Linked DNA regions of Mus musculus: region 1 is linked to region 2. A link is a contact called in public Hi-C data. All regions are on one chromosome and are shown on one strand. Each heading gives the region's core, a stretch centred on a gene start, on an enhancer-like site or on the middle of the called end of the contact. The rest is flanking DNA. Distances are from core to core; before and after follow the strand shown.

Region 1 (5,884 bases), core at 1,293-3,792, 65 kb before region 2:
AAAAGATCATAAATGGGACACAAAAATAAACCCAATAAGTTTCAAATCATAAAAATTTATTTGAGCCATTTTCTCATCTCACAAAGTAATAAAACTGGAAATTAAACAAACACATAAACCACTCACTTTCAGGTAGAGGGCAAACTCCCAAATAGTTATTATGTCAACATAAAATAAAGGTCACAGACATAGTCTACTTCAAAAATAATGCAAGTGAAAACGTTTTTCAGACACTGTATGTTGTTGACCACGCGTAGTGAAACTAAAGCAGAAAGAGATGTGAGGGTGAAGGGAGACAGTGCCCTACAGGTTGGAGCTCAGAGCACCAAGGAGGATCCCCTCTGAAGAATATGTGGAAAGAGAACACTCCAGCAGACAGCAACCTTCCCAGTGCATCTGAGTTCAAGCAGCAAGCACAAAACCTGATAGCTCTGCATTTGCTAACTTATTGAAGAAAAAGGTGGAACCACCCATTGATTTGAGAAAAGAAGAAAGCGAACAATACAGATAGCAGGTGACATGCTGATGAGGACAATGTGACAGCCAGCACTGAAACCATGTCCAAGATCCAAGCTTTATAAAAGATTTATTTATTTATTTTTATGTGTATGAGTGTTTTGCCTGCATGTGTGTAAGTGCTAAGATAGCTCTAATATAAAATCAGACCAAAGAGAAAGAGAAAGAGAAAGAAAGAGCATATTGTATGTCAAATTTTAAAGCAATCTTAGTTGTTCATCTGGAATCACAAACGAATTAAACTGAATCTACATTAAATAAGTCATGCGTCATAACTAAGAAATATTCATTCCCAGTATGCAAAGTAATGGGACTGAAAAATGTTAATATTATGCAACATGACACACCAATTCTTCTCAGTGGGTAAGACTTTGCTTACAATCACTATAGATGAAGAATAATCGTTTGAACATATTTAAAATTTTGGGCTGGGGGTGTAGTTCAGTGGTGGTGTTTGCCTGGCATCTACAAGATTCTCTGGGTCTGATCCCGAGCCTTGCAAAAACCCAACCAAAACAATGCAATTTCTTTTTGTTTGAGTTCCTCTGTCAACTTGGCACCTCTGGCCTCAGTCAAGATGGAGAAATGATAGGTGATATACAATATGAACAACGAATAGAATAGCTGGCCTCCGAAGGAAGAAACGGGAGCTACGAGGGTGGCAAGCAAGGACTTGGGGTAGGAGTATCAGACCTGCTGGCTCTATGGCTCAAACTCAGCATTTTCTGTCTTTGGGGAGGTAAGATACACATGGTTTGAAATCTACATTGTATAGGAGGCAATGACTAAGGTCATTGCAAAGAATTAGGACCTTGACAGGTGTTCCAGTCAGCTGGGAACAAGGACCATGCATTCTTGGCCCAAGAAAGGTTATAGGAAAACTTGAATCTGCGAAATAGTCTGATGAGAAGAAAAGCTCCTCCTATAGAAACCCAACCCTGGAGCCTGAACTCTGCTTGAGGGTAGAAAATGTAGCCAGCTGTTGTGAGCATAACCGGCAAATTCCTAGGGTGGTCAGCAGAGGAAAGCGACATTCTAACAGCTGAAGCTCCTCTAGGCACGTTCAGGGCCATGGCCTGATTTAGTATGATTTGGGTTTAGTATGGTTATTTGTGTGTGTGTGTGTGTGTGTGAGAGAGAGAGAGAGAGAGAGAGAGAGAGAGAGAGAGAGAGAGAGAAAGAGAAAGAGAGACAGAGACAGAGAGACAGAGACAGAGAGAGACAGAGAAAGAGAAAGAGATTGTTTATAAATGAAAGGGAGAGGATGGGAGCTTGGAGAGTGGCTCAGTGGTTAAAAGCCCTCTCTCTTTCTTCTCTCTCTCTCTCTCCACTCCTTCCCACTTACTCCTCCCTATACCCCTTTCTCTTTGCAAAATTATCTGTAACTAGTCAACATTTTCTTCTGGCCTTCAAACACACACACAAAAGCACACACACACATGCACACACACACAACTCATGAACACACACTCAAACACACACGTGTACACATACGCACAGCATGAGTCTTTATAAGAGGGTTTTTTTGTTTTTTGTTTTTTTGTTTGTTTGTTTGTTTGTTTTTTTGTTTTTTTAGTTTAGGGAACAGGAAGAGATAGAAACTGCACCCAGGTGCAGTGCCTAGCATTCGTTACCTGCTTGCTAGTCTCTGAATGGGAGATGAAAGCAAGCTCAAAGAGGAAAATATCCCTGCTGAAGACCAACTTAGGCTGGCTGTGTGTGTGTGTGTGTGTGTGTGTGTGTGTGTGTGTGTGTGTGCGCGCGCGCGCGCGCGCGCACATCTGTAATCCCCAGCCCTGGGAGCTGAGGCCTCAGCTCAAGGAGCTGCTACTATAGGCTCGGGCCTGTTCCCTTTCTAACCTGCTTTTGGTTCCCTGGATGCCTCAGTCAGCTCCTTTATGATAATCCCCTGCTGCTCCCACTTCCTCCGGAAGCTGGCAAATGCATAATGAACGGTCTGAAGTGCCTGCTTTTGACAACAGCGAGGGGCTTGTTCCCGAGATGACATTTGAACTGTGTATGGATCGCTCTGTCAAAGGACAATCCAAGAGAAGCCTCCAGACTCAGTGTTTCTGTGTTTATTCCAAACTCACTTTAGGGATTTCATGTGCCATCTTAGGTCCTCTGCTTCCCTCTTCTGGTCAACTGGAAGGAATCTTTTATAGCTGTTGACAACACTGGGGTGGGAATTAATACTAATATCTCACCCTAACGATCACTTTTCGGTCAGTAAGTGACACCAAGAAGGGGGATAAGTAAACATGGCATCATTGTACGTTCACAGCAGGACCATCGTGACATCTATTTACCATTCAGACTGTAGGGAAATTATTAACACAGTTGGTCCCAGATGTATCACTTGTAAAACCATGAAGTAAAAAAAGTTACACACGTACTCCCCCCCCCCCCAAAAAAAAAGTACTAAGAGTTTTAAATAGCACTGTGAATTCCTAGGGAGATAGATTCTGTAGTTCTAGATCAATGATTTTTTTTTTTTTGAAGTAGTATCCTAAGGGCTAAGATGTCACTCTGCAAAACACTCCAGGGAGCCATGTGACTGTAGACTCTGAGGGGTGAACTCAAGAAGAAAGATCGCATTAGAAACCACTATGGCAGCCTGAGGAATGAATGCCTTTTCAGTTGATAATAGACTTAATCTTAATCAAATAGTTTCGAGTTGAAAAGGATTTCAAAGGCCTTAAAGCAGTGTTTCTAAACCTGTGTGTGGGTCGAGAGCCCCTTGGGGTCAAATATCAGACATTTACATTACAATCTATAACAGTCACAAAATTACAGCTATGAAGTAGCAACAAAAATAACTTTATGGTTGGGGGTCACCACAACATGAGGAACTGTATTAAAGGGTTGCAGCACTGGGAAGGTTGAGAGCCACTGCCCTAAAGTTTCCTAGAGTTCAGACTCTTGTGTTGTGGCTAAGGGAACTGAGATCAAAAGCCACAAAAAAAAAAAAAAGTGTGGCCCTATGAGCAATCGAACAGCATTCAACTGTGAAGAAAAATGGACCCCTGACACTTGGGGAAATAGATGCAACTGACATCATTATACTGAGCGAAATAAGTCATACTCAGAGAGAAATACCATTTTCCTGCACATTTATGCTTTATAGTTAGATCAATCTACCTCTGCACTCGGGGTGTGTGTGTGTGTGTGTGTGTGTGTGTGTGTGTGTGTGTGTAGATAATGAAAGTTTAAAGGGGGGCATTAGAGAAAAGGAAGGGGAGACAGAAAGCATGAAAGTAGAAGAAAACACTATTGGGTGTGGGGGAAGGGAGCCCAAAGTGGGGAGGACAGAGGAGGGAAGACAGAGGTGATGTACATGGAACAGTGTAATGAAGCATATGCAGGGAAGTACTCTAGCTAAACTAAACACACTAACTTTAAAAAGAATAAGAAAAGAAAAGGCAACTGGGGTGATATTTGAAAAGGAAGAAATTCCCAGGAAAGTTGGGAAGGACTCTGACAGTATGTGGAGTTTCCCAGGTCAGATCAGCAACAAGGAAGATTACTGTTGGTGCCCAGAGAAGTCTGATTCATTCAAATGCTAAGTCATGCAATCTTTATTCCATAAGAAAGTGCACTTTAAAGAGTTAAAAGCCATGTGTAGGGTTTAGTGGTGCTCTGCTGGAAACTATGGGGTAGAGACACACAGTGTAACAAAACAGCAAGGCCCATGCTATTCTGTCGATTAAACACTCAGAGGTAAAGGAAAGACTAACTGGGTGGGCACTTAGGAGTTCAGCCCTTCATTTGCAGACTCTCATCCAAAAGAAGGTCAGAAGGTTGCTCTTTACCCGTAACTTCCGGCAAGTTTGCCAGTGATGACTTGCAACAAACTTCTAAAGAAGAAATAACTTTTATATATATTTGTGAGAGTCAAGGATTCATGAGCAAAGCACCTGCATTTTGACATACCGGGTCAGCTGGTACAAAACAAAACAAAACAAGCAGCTTGGTTTAGAAGAGGAGATAGAGGGCATCTGGTTCTGTAGAAAGACTTCTAAGATGAGGCAGTATTTGACAAAGAATGCCAAGCTCATTTAAGGCCACCATGGCACTTCCCCAGTCCTGTTACACACACATCAAATACAGTCAGGAAAATACAGTCTGTAATTCCAAACTTGATGCTTTTCATAAATGTTGACATTTTGGGGAGTCACCACTATGCTCCATATCAGTTAAGATATTCTGGCAAGTGTCAAAGAGTCAGTTTAGGATAAGAGGGGGTGGCTCAGTGGCATAGCATTTGCCCAGTACATTCTGGGCCTGAGGTGCAGGGGGAGGGCAACCAGTTTGACCTGGCTTAGGCAGAATCGAGAGTGGAGAATATTTATTGGAAAGCATACGAGAAACCAGAAGGGGTGTGAGCTAGTGAATGAACCACTGAGGCCATCACCTTTATCCCTCTTCTTCCTGTCAAGGCAGCTTCAAGTTCAGCTGCTGGCAGTTTCTGCTACCCTTGAGGCCATTGGCTCAGACATCCCATCTTCCTCACTAGACAGGAATCCTCTTACCATCAGAGTCCTGGAGACAGTCTGTGACTGGCCGTACTTGGAGAAGCGTGGTGGCTGAAAGTGTGGGTTTTAGAGGCAAGCTGCTTACGGTCAAACATTGACTCCCCTTCCTACTAGCTCAGCGGTTCTCAACCTTCCTTAACGCTGTGACCCTTTAATACAGTTCCTCATGTTGTGGTAAGGAACTTAAGTAGGAAGTTTGCTACTGGTATGAATCGTAATGTAAACACCTGTCATGCAGGAATTCTGATACACAGCTCCCAACCGTGTTGCAACGCACACGTTGAGACCTGCTGCCTGAGCTGATCTAGAAGTCCCTTAAGCTCTTTCACTTCCTCTTAGTGTATCCGTCACTTTGCTTTCTAAGGCTTTGAGAGAGTTCCATCCTGATTAGCCTCAAACCAGACCCTTTCATCAACTTAAGTGTCTATCAGATAAATGAGTAAAGACAATATGGTTACTATATACAGTGAAATAACACTTCTCCATAAAAAGGATGAAATCCTAATTTGAAGACACTATGTTAAGGTTGAAGAAATGTCTCCAATTCTCAGATTGACTCTTACTCCAGAGCAGTGGTTCTCAACACTATGACTCTTGAACACAGTTCCTCATGTATGGTAACCCTGAACCATAAAACTATTCTTGTTGCTACCTCATAACTGTAATTTTGCAACTGTTATAAATCTTAATGCAATCTGTGTTTTTGGATGGTCTTAGGCTACTCCTGTAAACGGGTTGTCTGAACCCCAAAAAGCACAGCAACCCACAGCCTGAGAATCTGCTCCAGAGGCTCCAACATTCTCCTCTAGCCTCTGTGGGCACTCACACTAATG
Region 2 (6,031 bases), core at 2,838-5,337:
AGGCCTGAGACATCTGCTGTCCACAGCTTGCCTGGTCAGTATCCTCCACAGCAGCTGCGTATTGTTTATAAAGCTGAGGAATGTGTCTTTCAGAACCCTGGGAGTTTCCCAGTCCTGTGACATTCATTTACCACCTGGCTCTGAAGAGTTCCCTCTTCCCCTTGTCTGTCCGCATACAACAGCAGGATCTGTTCCTAGCTTGTCCCAAACTTGGCTCTCAAGAGACATGTGAATGTCACTACTAAATACACAGGAGAGTGAAGACTCAACCATATGGCTGTGTGTACGGTAAGAACCAATGTCACTTCATAGACCAGGCAGATCCAGCCTCTGGTGTAGCCAGTGTGCACCTCCCCTGCTAGGAGGATTACAGATGAGGACACACTGTATGACCAGACTGAGTGATGGGCATGAGGGGAGGAAGGTGGCAGATGTTGAATAGGGGACAGGGAGAGAAATGGCATGTGCTGATGCCTGCAATGTCAGCTGTCTATCTTGCCACTCCATTAGCACTAGTACTTCCTGCCAGCATTGGTCCCAGTCTAGAAGGGAGGAGATGTAGATGCAAGGAGATTAATTATCTTGCCTAAGCATTTGTTTGATTTTATTTGTAGGCATTGCTTCTTGAGGGATCGGCTCCCTCAAGCCAGGAACTTCTGTTCTAATTTCAGCAAAAGAGAACTGTCTCATGGAGGGCTCTGGCTTGTAGGTAACAGATCCGTCTATAGATAGAAACCCTCACTTTGGCACTTGGGAGGTAGAGGCAGACAGATTAGGAATCCAAGGTCGCCATGTACTCCCTGAGACCTTATCTTAAACAAAACGAAACACCCACATTAAGGACCAAGTCAGTTTTATTTGCTTTGAGTCTTGGCTCCTTGGGTGTCAATATCAGCTGTTTATGTTTTGTATTTACTTACATGATCCTGTGCCCCACCCCATCCCACCGCCTGTGGCCCCCCTCTGTAGGTTCCCTTATATAACAAAGTCAACCAGGGCATGGTTCATGACTTGAATTTCAAGTTTTCAAGTAACTTTTTGGAATTCTTTACTTCAAAGTGATATAAATATCCAATGACTAATATTTAATTTGATGAGCAGTAGTCGGGGACCCTTATCCTTTTTCCTTTTGCAATTTTATCACTTCGCATTAACTTTTAGAGGTTTAAATATGTCATCTCGCCATGACTCTGTAAGTTTTAATTATCAAAGCAGCTACATCAGGTTTGGGTTTTTTTTTTTCTTAAACCAAAAGCAGAGTGACCTTATTTTATAGCTGAAACAAAACCGAACGCTCGTTTCCAACATCAGACAGTTAGTAGGTCATTCCATAAAGATTTATCTGTACTTAGTGGGTAGAAGAGAATTTCAAATAGGGTCAAACCAGGCACTCAGTTATCTTTAACCACTTAAGACTTGTCAGGATTTCCTTCATTAAAGGCTTCATCTTGGCTAGATGACATTGGTTTTTTTATGAAGACTCAAAAAGCAAAACAAAACCCAACAAAAACCATAGCAAAACAAAGGGAAACAACACCCCCCCCCCCAAAAAAAAACCTACTGCATTCAACAATTTAGAGAACCAAAAATTCAGCAACTACTTTTAATATAACCGCAGGGGAAACAAAAACAATGCTGGTTTTCTTTTGTTTCAGCAGAAGAGAGCTTCTCTATGGGACGGGAGAAGCAGGCAGTGTTTCATAACTGTATTTATACACCTGGCATAAGAAACGAGTTCTCCAGAATGAAAGCAAAATCTAGGGCAGAAATAGCTGGGTGTTGGAGGAAGGTGGGCATGCGTGTAGGAGAGAGAGTGAGGGACAGGCGTCTCCTGTCTCTTAGATTTAGAAATATCAATTTCTTCTTGCTTACTTTGCCGCTGTGCAATTCTTTGAAGAGATGTGATTAAAATCCTCAGCGTCTGCACCCCCGTTCCCACCCCCACCATTCCCTTCCCTAGCAAAATCTGTTGCTAGTGCCTTTTCTGTGGGGCCTGTCTTGTCTTGTGTGGGTTTTCTCTCCGGACTAACAGCTAAATCAGGAAAAGGTCTTGGCCACAGCTCACTGCTTCAGTGACTTCTCTGAGGCCAGCTGGGGACTGACAGCCTCAGACACCACCTCTCTGCCCCCCCCCCCCCTTGCCACACAAATGCAATTGCCTTGAAAGGCAGATGCTTTCCTCTGTTAACCTCATACCGACAAATAAAAAACGGGAAGAGCGTTGATCGCTCATGCAGTTTCTCCCTGATCATTCTAGGAAACAGAACCAAGGAAATGTTCGGTCTGAGAGAGACGTGGCTTTTCTTAACAAACATTTCACATGCACAATCGTTACAAAATGTCGTTTGCAGAGTTCTTTGGGGGGGGGGGGGATGAAATGGCTCTTCTTTTCTTCTTTCATCTTCCTATGAAGGTAGTGGTTGTGTGGAGGCAGGAGGGTAAATGCTTGGTATTTAGGGAATAGGCCTCATTATCTTCCGTTAACAACGCATCTTTAAAATATACATAAGGCTTTATAAATTATAATTTTGTCATTACATATAAGAGTACCCTTTCAAACATGTTTTAGGTGAGGTCAGAGGAAGGGGGATTGTTGACGATGTTTGGGTTATCTTGGCTGCTGGAATTTTCTGTAATGTAATGGTCGTTTGTCTGCTTTCCCAAGCCCACCTTTCCACCTCAGAGGAGAGACAAGAAGGCTGCCAGTCCATAGGAGAATGTGCACCGCAGTGGAGCAAGGGCGACTACCAAGGCGAACACATCCTCTAGCCCTGACACCGGTGCCTCTTAGTATGTTCTGGCCCTTTTCCTGTAAGCTTGTTCTGTTATTTAGTAGCCTCTTGGATCTGCTGTTTCTCTCAGTGAGGAAACTTGCTGGCACCTGCATGCCTAAATGAGCGGAGACGGGCGTGCCCTCCCACCCGTGCTGAGAGTCTGAGACCTGCAAGCCTGACGTCACGTGACCCAGCAGGCCCTCTCCCTCTCCTCCGGATTCCTCTGGTTTATAGCTTAACTAGGGACCAAGCCGGGAGTGGTGGCGCACGCCTTTTATCCCAGCACTTGGGAGGCAGAGGCAGGCGAATTTCTGAATTCGAGGCCAGCCAGGTCTACAGAGTGAGTCCCAGGACAGCCAGAAACCCTGTCTCGAAAAAAACCAAAAAATAAAACAAACAAACAACCCAAAAAACAAACAACAAATAAACAAACCAAAAAAACTAGTGACGGGGAATCTTAGCCTCCCAAGCCAGACTCAAAACATCAGAGAGATGAGTCCAAGCTAGTCAGATAGTCTGACTTCCTACTAAGTCTAGTCCCTCCATTGTTTCAATGGCAATCCCAAGTCTTCTCGTTTCTGAAGTGGAAACAACCAGGTTGTAAGAAGCATAGGTGAGAGCCAAAGTTAACTGCTAGGTATATATACTTAATTCTAAACAAATACAAACGATTATCAGTGAAGGCAAACAAACGTGAAATTTTCAAATGTGACCGGTGACTCCGGTATCTTTGAATCAGTTTCTTGAATGAGTAATTGGTGCGCAGGTTTAGCTTAGCTTTAAAATACATCTTTTACTTCAATTTAGTTCTACAATTGTTGGTTTTGTGCAGAGTTAAACTCTGTACAGAGGAGCAGGCATGAAGGCAAGCTCCCAGCTGAGCGTTTTTGCTATATACTTCTCCTGGCCTCTACAAGTTGTCTAATGAATATTTATGACTCAGTACTAATACATGTCAGACTCTGAGAGCTGCAGCACAGTATCCTCTGCCCTTTCATCCCGTCTCTCCTGTGTTCTGGGGTCTTGATACTGACAATTATGACTGTAACATCTATTTTTATTAAATGAGAAAGGGACAAAATTAGGGAAATGAAAGGCTTGGGTGCGCTTGGCTCGACTGCTTTTTAAAACGCCTATTAACTATTAACGTTAACTTTGTTCTGGGCATTCTGCCAGCTGCTTTTCTCATTGCTCTATCTTTTAGTCATTTCAAGAACATAAAAGGAAGTTATTTCGGCTGAGGATCTGAGAAGTTATTCGGTCTGTTCTAAGCTAAACAGCTTGAAGTGGTAGAGTCCTCAGCTATCAATAGCTGGGCTGTCTATTTTCATGTCCCAAATATTGTTGGAGGGCCCGCTATGTGTCATTCACTTTGCTAGGCTCTAAGGGCACAGTGAAGGAAACAGCCCTCCTGGTTCTCGTAAGGCTGCCAGTTTAGCAAGGAAGGCTGAAGGTAGATAGGCTGTGGCAATTGAGCATCACCACATAGAGCGTGTGGGGAGGTAGGTCTTGCAGGCAGGAAGGGCTTGCAGAGGCTCAGGGGTAGGAAAGATCGAGGGGCCTCTGGAGATCTGCAAGGAATTTGCTGCCCATTAGAGCATTCTAATCAAGGCACCAGCGGCAGAGTACCTCGTGAGCTCTCAGGAGGGGCCATTTCCTCTCTCTGGGTAAGTTAGACCTAGCATGAGTTTACTTGAAGTATTGTGCTGCTAAGGCTCTCCCATGTTTCACAGAGTAGTAATAAGGGGCTCCGGGATGACTGTGTTCATTTCTATAATTAGAGGTTTTCTAAAAGAGATGGAATGTAAAGACTCTTCACCGTTGTTCCTTTTTCTTGGCCCCCATCATGAGTGGAAGGGCAGCTTTGACTGGGTTAGAGAGCATTTAGAGTAACATGTAGAGTTTGTGTGTGTGTGTGTGTGTGTGTGTGTGTGTGTGTGTGTGTGTGTGTGTGTTTATGATGCAGAGTAAGATTTAGGTGTGTGTTGTTGACACAAATCTCTCCTAATAATATCAGTATATTGATACTTGTCCCAGGCTGTGTCTTTGAGCTATATAGGTTTTAACTGTTCATTGGTCCTTATAACCCTAGGAAGTAGGATCAACTATGTCTAGTGATTCCCAGGAGGAAACTGAGGCACAGATATATTAAGATATTAAGATTGTGTTCATACAAAAAGTTGGCAGCAGAGCTCAACTTTTTTGTTTGTTTGTTTTTGTTTTTGTTTCTGAGACAGGGTTTCTCTGTATAGCCCTGGCTGTCCTGGAACTCACTTTGTAGACCAGGCTGGCCTCGAACTCAGAAGTCTGCCTGCCTCTGCCTCCCAAGTGCTGGGATTAAAGGCGTGTGCCACCACTCCCGGCTAGAGCTTAATATTTAAAGCTGGGACTGTGTGGCCTCAAGTGGTTACTCTTGACAGTTGGTAGTGTGGTATAAGACGTTCATGAAACCATTACTGCCAATTATTAAATGTAAGTCTTGGTTCTTTGTATTGTTGTTCATTTATGGACAGTCTCATGGGTAATTCCTCCATCCCAGATGTTAGAGCTTATGACTGTCAGTGGTCAGAAAACCAAGGTGCCCATTCCACCTTTGGCAGCTACTAAGAGTAGAGTGCTGCCTGTGGTTGGTGGTACTTGTCACCTAAGCCTGAAAACTAACTTCTCCTCAGAGGCCTCCAGAAAGGTTTAAGATGGGTGGTGCTATCATTGGCAGTTGTATGTTTCTAATGAAGCACTGTAGGGTTCGTTATGTGACCAGGTTCCATCCCAGATTCTAATCTATGGGTAACTTAGAGTAGGGAATGTGGAGATGTAAAAACAAGACAAACTCCATGTCTGAATGTGACATAGAGATAAAAAGGTCTTGTTAACAGAGAAAATGAAGAATTCCTGGCATCATCCATGAGGATGAGGATGATGATGGTGATGGTGACGACGACGATGATGATTGATGATGATGCAGTTGAATCAAAGACTAGAAATGCTTCCATAAACTTAACTGCCCCAACCCTGATTTGAGACCCATGGTCCTGTGGTATAGACTGGCCTTGAGCTCTCTGTGTAGCCAAAGTTGACCTTGCACTTTGTTCTGCCTCTGCTTCCTGAGTGCTGGGATTACATTTACACACTACCATGCTTAGTTTTATGTGATTTGGGGAGTCAAACGCATGGCTGAAGGCATGGCAATCACTCTACCAAGTGAGCTACATCTCCAGCCCCCTGGTTTGTGATATCGCTAGAAATATATTTAGGGC

Evidence for each region. A called contact is a pair of places that touch in the nucleus more often than the background predicts.
Region 1: a Hi-C map of uterus shows a contact between it and region 2, with 2.5 times the contacts expected there. The contact joins two enhancer-like sites. A contact is called at or near these places in 1 of 15 datasets of contacts at CTCF or cohesin (pro-B cells), 7 of 484 Hi-C or Micro-C datasets (the G1E-ER4 cell line, cerebral cortex, differentiating embryonic stem cells and 3 more) and 2 of 115 datasets of contacts at active chromatin or transcription factors (embryonic stem cells and pancreatic cancer cells).

What each region holds. Positions count from the first base shown.
Region 1 is chr3:100,764,994-100,770,877 of GRCm38.p6, reverse strand. No RefSeq gene overlaps it. Among named protein-coding and RNA genes, the nearest start is that of Gm40107, 50 kb to the left of the region's middle. Within about 2 kb of position 2,542, at least 48 of the 459 cell types and tissues checked have an H3K27ac peak or open chromatin away from gene starts, as enhancers often do. A contact at or near this core is called in uterus, where this site is marked.
Region 2 is chr3:100,701,342-100,707,372 of GRCm38.p6, reverse strand. No RefSeq gene overlaps it. Among named protein-coding and RNA genes, the nearest start is that of Gm43464, 12 kb to the right of the region's middle. Within about 2 kb of position 4,087, at least 62 of the 459 cell types and tissues checked have an H3K27ac peak or open chromatin away from gene starts, as enhancers often do. A contact at or near this core is called in uterus, where this site is marked.